Regions from separate parts of the Mus musculus genome. Here region 2 is linked to region 1. The links are chromatin contacts, called in public promoter capture Hi-C maps. All regions are on one chromosome and are shown on one strand. Each heading gives the region's core, a stretch centred on a gene start, on an enhancer-like site or on the middle of the called end of the contact. The rest is flanking DNA. Distances are from core to core; before and after follow the strand shown.

Region 1 (2,700 bases), core at 134-2,633:
GCTCCTGATATGCTATGTTCAATTGTCTCTTCTCTCTTTTACTTGTTCTTTACTTATTGGTGTTTGTGTGTTCAGGTGGCGTGTGTGTGTGTGTGTGTGTGTGTGTGTGTGTGTGTGTGTGTGTGTGTGTGAGAGAGAGAGAGAGAGAGAGAGAGAGAGAGAGAGGAGAGAGAGAAATGAAGAAAGAGTAGGCATGCCATGCATTTGGAGATAAGAAGAGAACTTTTGGGAGTCACTTCTCTCCTACCTTGGTGAGGCAGGGTCTTAGGATCTCTCTTGTTTCTGCTGCTGAACAGTGTACTCAGGAAAGGTGGCCAGTGAGCTTCAGGGTGATTCTTCTGTCTGCTTCTCCTTTAAGAGGGCTGGGGTCACAGATGCATACTACTACATCAGTTCCCCCCTCCCCCGGTCTCCAGGGGTTGAACTCAGATCCACTGAGCCACTGTGCTGGCCCCTACTTTTTAGTTTGAAATAAGACATCACAATGAGGTCTTGTAGAGGTTATTCAAAGAGATATACCACTCCTAGTATTATGATATCCAATCCACTGGAACTTCATGAGCAGGAAGAAAAGCATATTTATAGAAATATATTCCAGAGGTTAAGCCTCTGAATACAAAAGAATACAAAACTCAAGCAGAGTATGATCAACTGCATGGAACATGGCATGGGGTTCTGCTGAACTAGGGGATGTAAGGACCAAAGTTTACCTGTAAGGCCTACTTGCCCAAAGGCAGATACGTCCCGAAATGCTGGGGGCTGTTGTTTATGGAAGATAACAAGCCACTTGTTTTTGTTCCCCTGAACAAGTTTGTTTGACCAATGGCACCAGATGTGCTTGATCACCCGTGGGCAGGGAAGAAAGACTGTGGCCTTTTTAAGCCTCTGCAAGCTGTGACTCATCACCATTTTCTGGAACCCCAGAATGGACCCAGCCAGAGTTCATTATCCTGGCCAATATTTAAAGTTTGCTTCAAATTTAGCTAAAAACTATGGAACTGGCCTTCTCTTAAGACTCTCAGGTTTAACAGGGTTTCTGTTGACGTTAAACTTGTACAGTCAGCTGGAATTTTTGCATATTGTGTAGAATACCACTCACCAGTTGCATGGCAGGCTTTTCCACCCATACAAGGACCAGTACTTTATCTGTATCTTTAAAATTCATTCTCTGAACATACTATCCTATAGCAGGCACTACGCCCCAATGATGGGTACACACCCTTACAAAATGTGATCCCTAAACTCATGTGCCTTGTATTCTAGAGTGCAGAGCTCTTTTGCAAGAGAAACAGCAGGGAAAAGGACAGTGTAGGAAACATCTTCCATCAGATGTCCAAGGCACAGGTCAAATACTAGTAGTGTAGCTAAGAAGGAATTTGAAGAATGCTAAGGTCAGAGTGAGTTCTATTTAAATGAGTCACTTTGAGCAGAAGCGTCCTCCCTGACAGCCTTTTCTCTTCTTTCTAGGCTTCCTTTAGAAGTCTATAATTTTTTTTTTAGAACCAAGTCACCAGTCTCTGTAATCACATTTTGTATGTACAGTTTGGTGTCTTGTTGAGTTGTGACTGGTTTTTGTTGAGTTGCATTGATATAATGTAATAAGCACTGTGTCCAAGATGCCAAGGCAATACTGAGGAGAAATAGCTTCCTTGACAGGACATGGAAAGGAACATAGAGAGCCCAGATTCGAGGTCTCTTTGGTTTTCTTTGTTTGTTTTTGTTTTTGTTTTTCAAGGCAGGGTTTCTCTGTATAGCCCTGGCTATCCTGGAACTCACTTTGTAGATCAGGCTAGCTTTAAACTCACAGAAATTCACCTGTCTCTGCCTCCCATCAAAGCAGGACAGGAACTCTCCTGTGGTCTGGGGAACAAGGGCTTTCTTTACAGAAGGTGATACAAAAAAGCCTATGTCCCACCAACCGTTAACCACAGTAGTCCCTGCTCATCCACAGGAAGTGATCAAATTCCAAGATCCTATATATGTGTGTGTGTGTGTGTGTGTGTGTGTGTGTGTGTGTGTGTGAATTTTTCCCCTATAAAATCTGTTTTAGTCACTTGTCTTGTTGCTGTTAACAATACACCTCACAAGAACAACTTAAGGAAGGAAGGGTTTACTTAAGCTCACAGTCTGAGGGTAGAGACATAATGGTCATGGTGGCTGCTGGTCATATTGCAGACAAGAAGAGAGAGCAATAAGTGTTGCTGCCTGGTTGTCTTTTTCCTTTTATAAGATGTTTGGGGACACAGGACTAGAGAGGTGGCTCAGCACTTTAGAGTATGTGTTGCTCTGGCCAGAGGACCTGGGTACTATTCTGAGCATGTACATGGTAGATCTCAATCAATTCTAACTCTAGTTCCAGGGGATACAATGCTTTCTTCTGACTTCTGGAGACACCAGAAATGCACATGGTATATAATACATAATACATGAATGCAGGCAAAACACTCATATTTGTAAAGTTAAATAAATCTAAAAAATAAGTGATCTGAAACAGAACAATTATGACAACATACTGTAGTAAGGTACTGTGAATATAGTATCTCTGTGGCTTAAACTATTTTAGTGCCCTTTTCAATAAAACATAGATGAACTTCCACTCTCCCTGTCATGATGGGAGTTGACAAATGCCTAGGAGAAGAGGTGAAGCCGGGTAAATTTTACAGGCACCGGGACATAGATTAGCACTGCAGCAGTCCGTCT
Region 2 (2,700 bases), core at 117-2,616, 470 kb after region 1:
ACCATGAGCCTTATGTCTCACAGATGAACTCTTTCATTCCCACTGGTTACAGGTATTTGACTCTTGCTCTAGGCTGAAAAGGGCCTCTGCTGTGTGTATGAGGTCATTTTGTTTCAATAAGCAAAGTGCAAGAGATGTTGCAAGGGATTAGGATCTGGGCTTCCAAACAGGACCCAGCAGCCATCAAGGCTTCTCTGGGAAGTATTGCAGAACTCATTAGTTTTCCCTTCTCCGAAAACAGATCTGCTCCAGGGTAGTTCTGAGAACTACCAGCCCTGTGTCCCCTGCAGCAGGCTGCTCCCCTCTGGGTGTTTTGGACTAGGCATGGGGCAGAGGCTATGGCAGACCTGGAGGAGGGAATTCCCTCCCTCTGCCTGCTGGTTACCATGTGGATCAGGCCAAGCGAGGGCACAGAGGGCATGTCAGCCTCGTCTTTGGTTGAGCTGAGGAAAGGGTCACCCAAGCACTGATTAACATGGGTTGTCACGCTACATTTAGGAGCAGGTAGCATTGCCACCAGTGTAATTTTTTAAGAGCCTCACTATGCACGCGGCTCAGGAGACTGGCTGTTAGGAAAGCTCTTTTAAACAGACTGACTACTCTTTTCCTGAATGTATTTGTCTATTATTTCTTCCTTTTCCAACAAAAACCAACATAATGACCACTCACATGGGGCATGTTAGACCAAAACCAAACAACCCTGGGGCCATTTGCCTTTGATCTTCTGAGATGACTTTGAATAAGACCACACTAATTCCCACGTGGAGGTTGTAAGGTAACTCAGAATACTTGGCCTTCTCTCATTGTCCTGTGGCCGAGAGGCATGCAATAGCCACCCTCAGGTTAAAAACTGCTCTCCCCACTTGACAAGGAAAGGGGCTTGACAGGCAGCCATTCAGAGCTGGAGTAAAGCTGGGGCCCTGAGATCTGACTAAAGGCCAACTTACCCGCCCTCCCGCTCATACTGCTTCCTTAAACATTGTCAACCTGCCAGGGACTGTTTCGGTGTGCTGGACTGCGAATGGTGTGTGGTGGACAGTGATGGAAAGACTCACCTGGACAAATCCTACTGTGCGCCCCAGAAAGAATGCTTCGGGGGGATCGTGGGAGCCAAAAGTCCCTATGTTGATGACATGGGAGCCATCGGTATGTTGACTAGGGATCCATGGTGATTTGACTCTTGAATGCAATTTTCTGCCTGTATCCTGGGACCAACATTAATCATCCTTTGCCCAGCTTCCCTGATTCGTTTGCCCAGTCATCCTTAGTTAAAAAAACCCAAGGCAGATAATTACCTTCAGAGCTGGCTACACACTCTGTGCAGTGAGCAGCCAACCATGCTGCCAAATTTTGCAAGCCTGGAATTCATTCCCATGAAGCTGACTTTAAGAAACTCTGGCCTGGTTTCCACATGGCTGAACTCGAGTCCGCTTGGATGTGCATCCCAGCTGTCAGAGCACAGGGCCTGCCTGGGGTGTGCTAGCTCATCCCCGAGCCTTCCCTTTCCCCTTCCCACCTTACAAGGTTTCAGCTACCCACCACTGTTTAGGGCAATGAGGTCAGCAGATGCCAAGGCTGCTTAGGGTTGCTATAGCAGCTTAGGGTATGGACAAAGACACCATATGAAGAGCCCCCTGGGATCAGGTCACCAGTTCTTGAAGATACTACCAAAGACTCTATTTATCATTGGATTTTTTTTTCCAGTGTCTTCCCAGAATCAGCAGCATGCCCTTGCTCTTAGCTGGCAAATTTGAGTCACCGTATCTAAGCCACTAGTGAATGTAGACGTTTCTCATCTTGGTATACAGTTGTGACCCCATAAACCTATTATGGGTTGAAAAAAAAATGTCAAAATGTTTTTTAATACACTCAGCCTGCTGAATGTTAAATAACTTAACAGAACAGTTCACCACAGAGTGCTGGTTTTTTAACCCTTGTGAGCCCAGGGCTGATTGGGAATTGCCATAACCTGCATCAAGAGAATATCTATCTTCCATATTCCAAGCCCAAGATTCCAAAGCCCAAGCCATTTTTACTGAATGCTTCATTACTTTTTACCATCATGAAGGTGACAAATGAGTCAAATCATCACAAATTAGGGACCATCTGTATCTTGCTTTTTTTTTTAAGGTTTATTTATTTATTTTGTATATAGGAGTACATTGTTGTCATCGTCAGACACACCAGAAAAGGGCATCCAATTCCAAATACAGATGGTTGTGAGCCACCGTGTGCCTGCTGGGAATAAAACTCAGGACCTCTGGAAGAGTAGTCAGGGCTCTTTACAGCTGAGCTGTCTCTACAGCCCTGTATCTTGCTTTTAAATGTCTACACATCTACCCTGACTGAAGGGAGGCTATATTCTCTCCTACGGGGCTGTGGGTTTGAGTTCTTGTGTTACTGCTGAACCAGATAAGGGCACCGTTCACACAAATATACTCCAGAGGGGTATTGTCTGTGCTTGCAGGAGGCCACACCTCTGCAACGTGGCCTGTGAACCATAGACGTGTGTACTTCATATCCCTTAGTTCATGTGTCCTTCCAAGAAGCCCACCTCACCTTTCTCTACTAGGTGCTGTTGCCTCTTGAGGGTAGCCAGGACTGCATCAGCACTAGGCAATGCATGTGCGTAAACGGTTTTCATCTGTTCACTCTTTGCAGCAGCCCTTAGTATCGGTGCTCTTGCTCTGTGTAGCAACC

Evidence for each region. Capture Hi-C pulls out chosen DNA fragments and counts their contacts.
Region 2: a promoter capture Hi-C map of adipose tissue shows a contact between it and region 1. The contact joins two enhancer-like sites. A contact is called at or near these places in 1 of 115 datasets of contacts at active chromatin or transcription factors (embryonic stem cells) and 1 of 9 other capture datasets (adipose tissue).

The regions. Positions count from the first base shown.
Region 1 is chr4:100,516,473-100,519,172 of GRCm38.p6, forward strand. All of the region lies in intron 6 of Ube2u (ubiquitin-conjugating enzyme E2U (putative)), which reads left to right. Among named protein-coding and RNA genes, the nearest start is that of Ube2uos, 10 kb to the right of the region's middle. Within about 2 kb of position 1,384, at least 17 of the 459 cell types and tissues checked have an H3K27ac peak or open chromatin away from gene starts, as enhancers often do. A contact at or near this core is called in adipose tissue, where this site is marked.
Region 2 is chr4:100,989,830-100,992,529 of GRCm38.p6, forward strand. It overlaps Cachd1 (cache domain containing 1), which reads left to right. Exons shown (of 27, transcript NM_198037.1): 23 at 995-1,146. Among named protein-coding and RNA genes, the nearest start is that of Raver2, 78 kb to the right of the region's middle. Within about 2 kb of position 1,367, at least 28 of the 459 cell types and tissues checked have an H3K27ac peak or open chromatin away from gene starts, as enhancers often do. A contact at or near this core is called in adipose tissue, where this site is marked.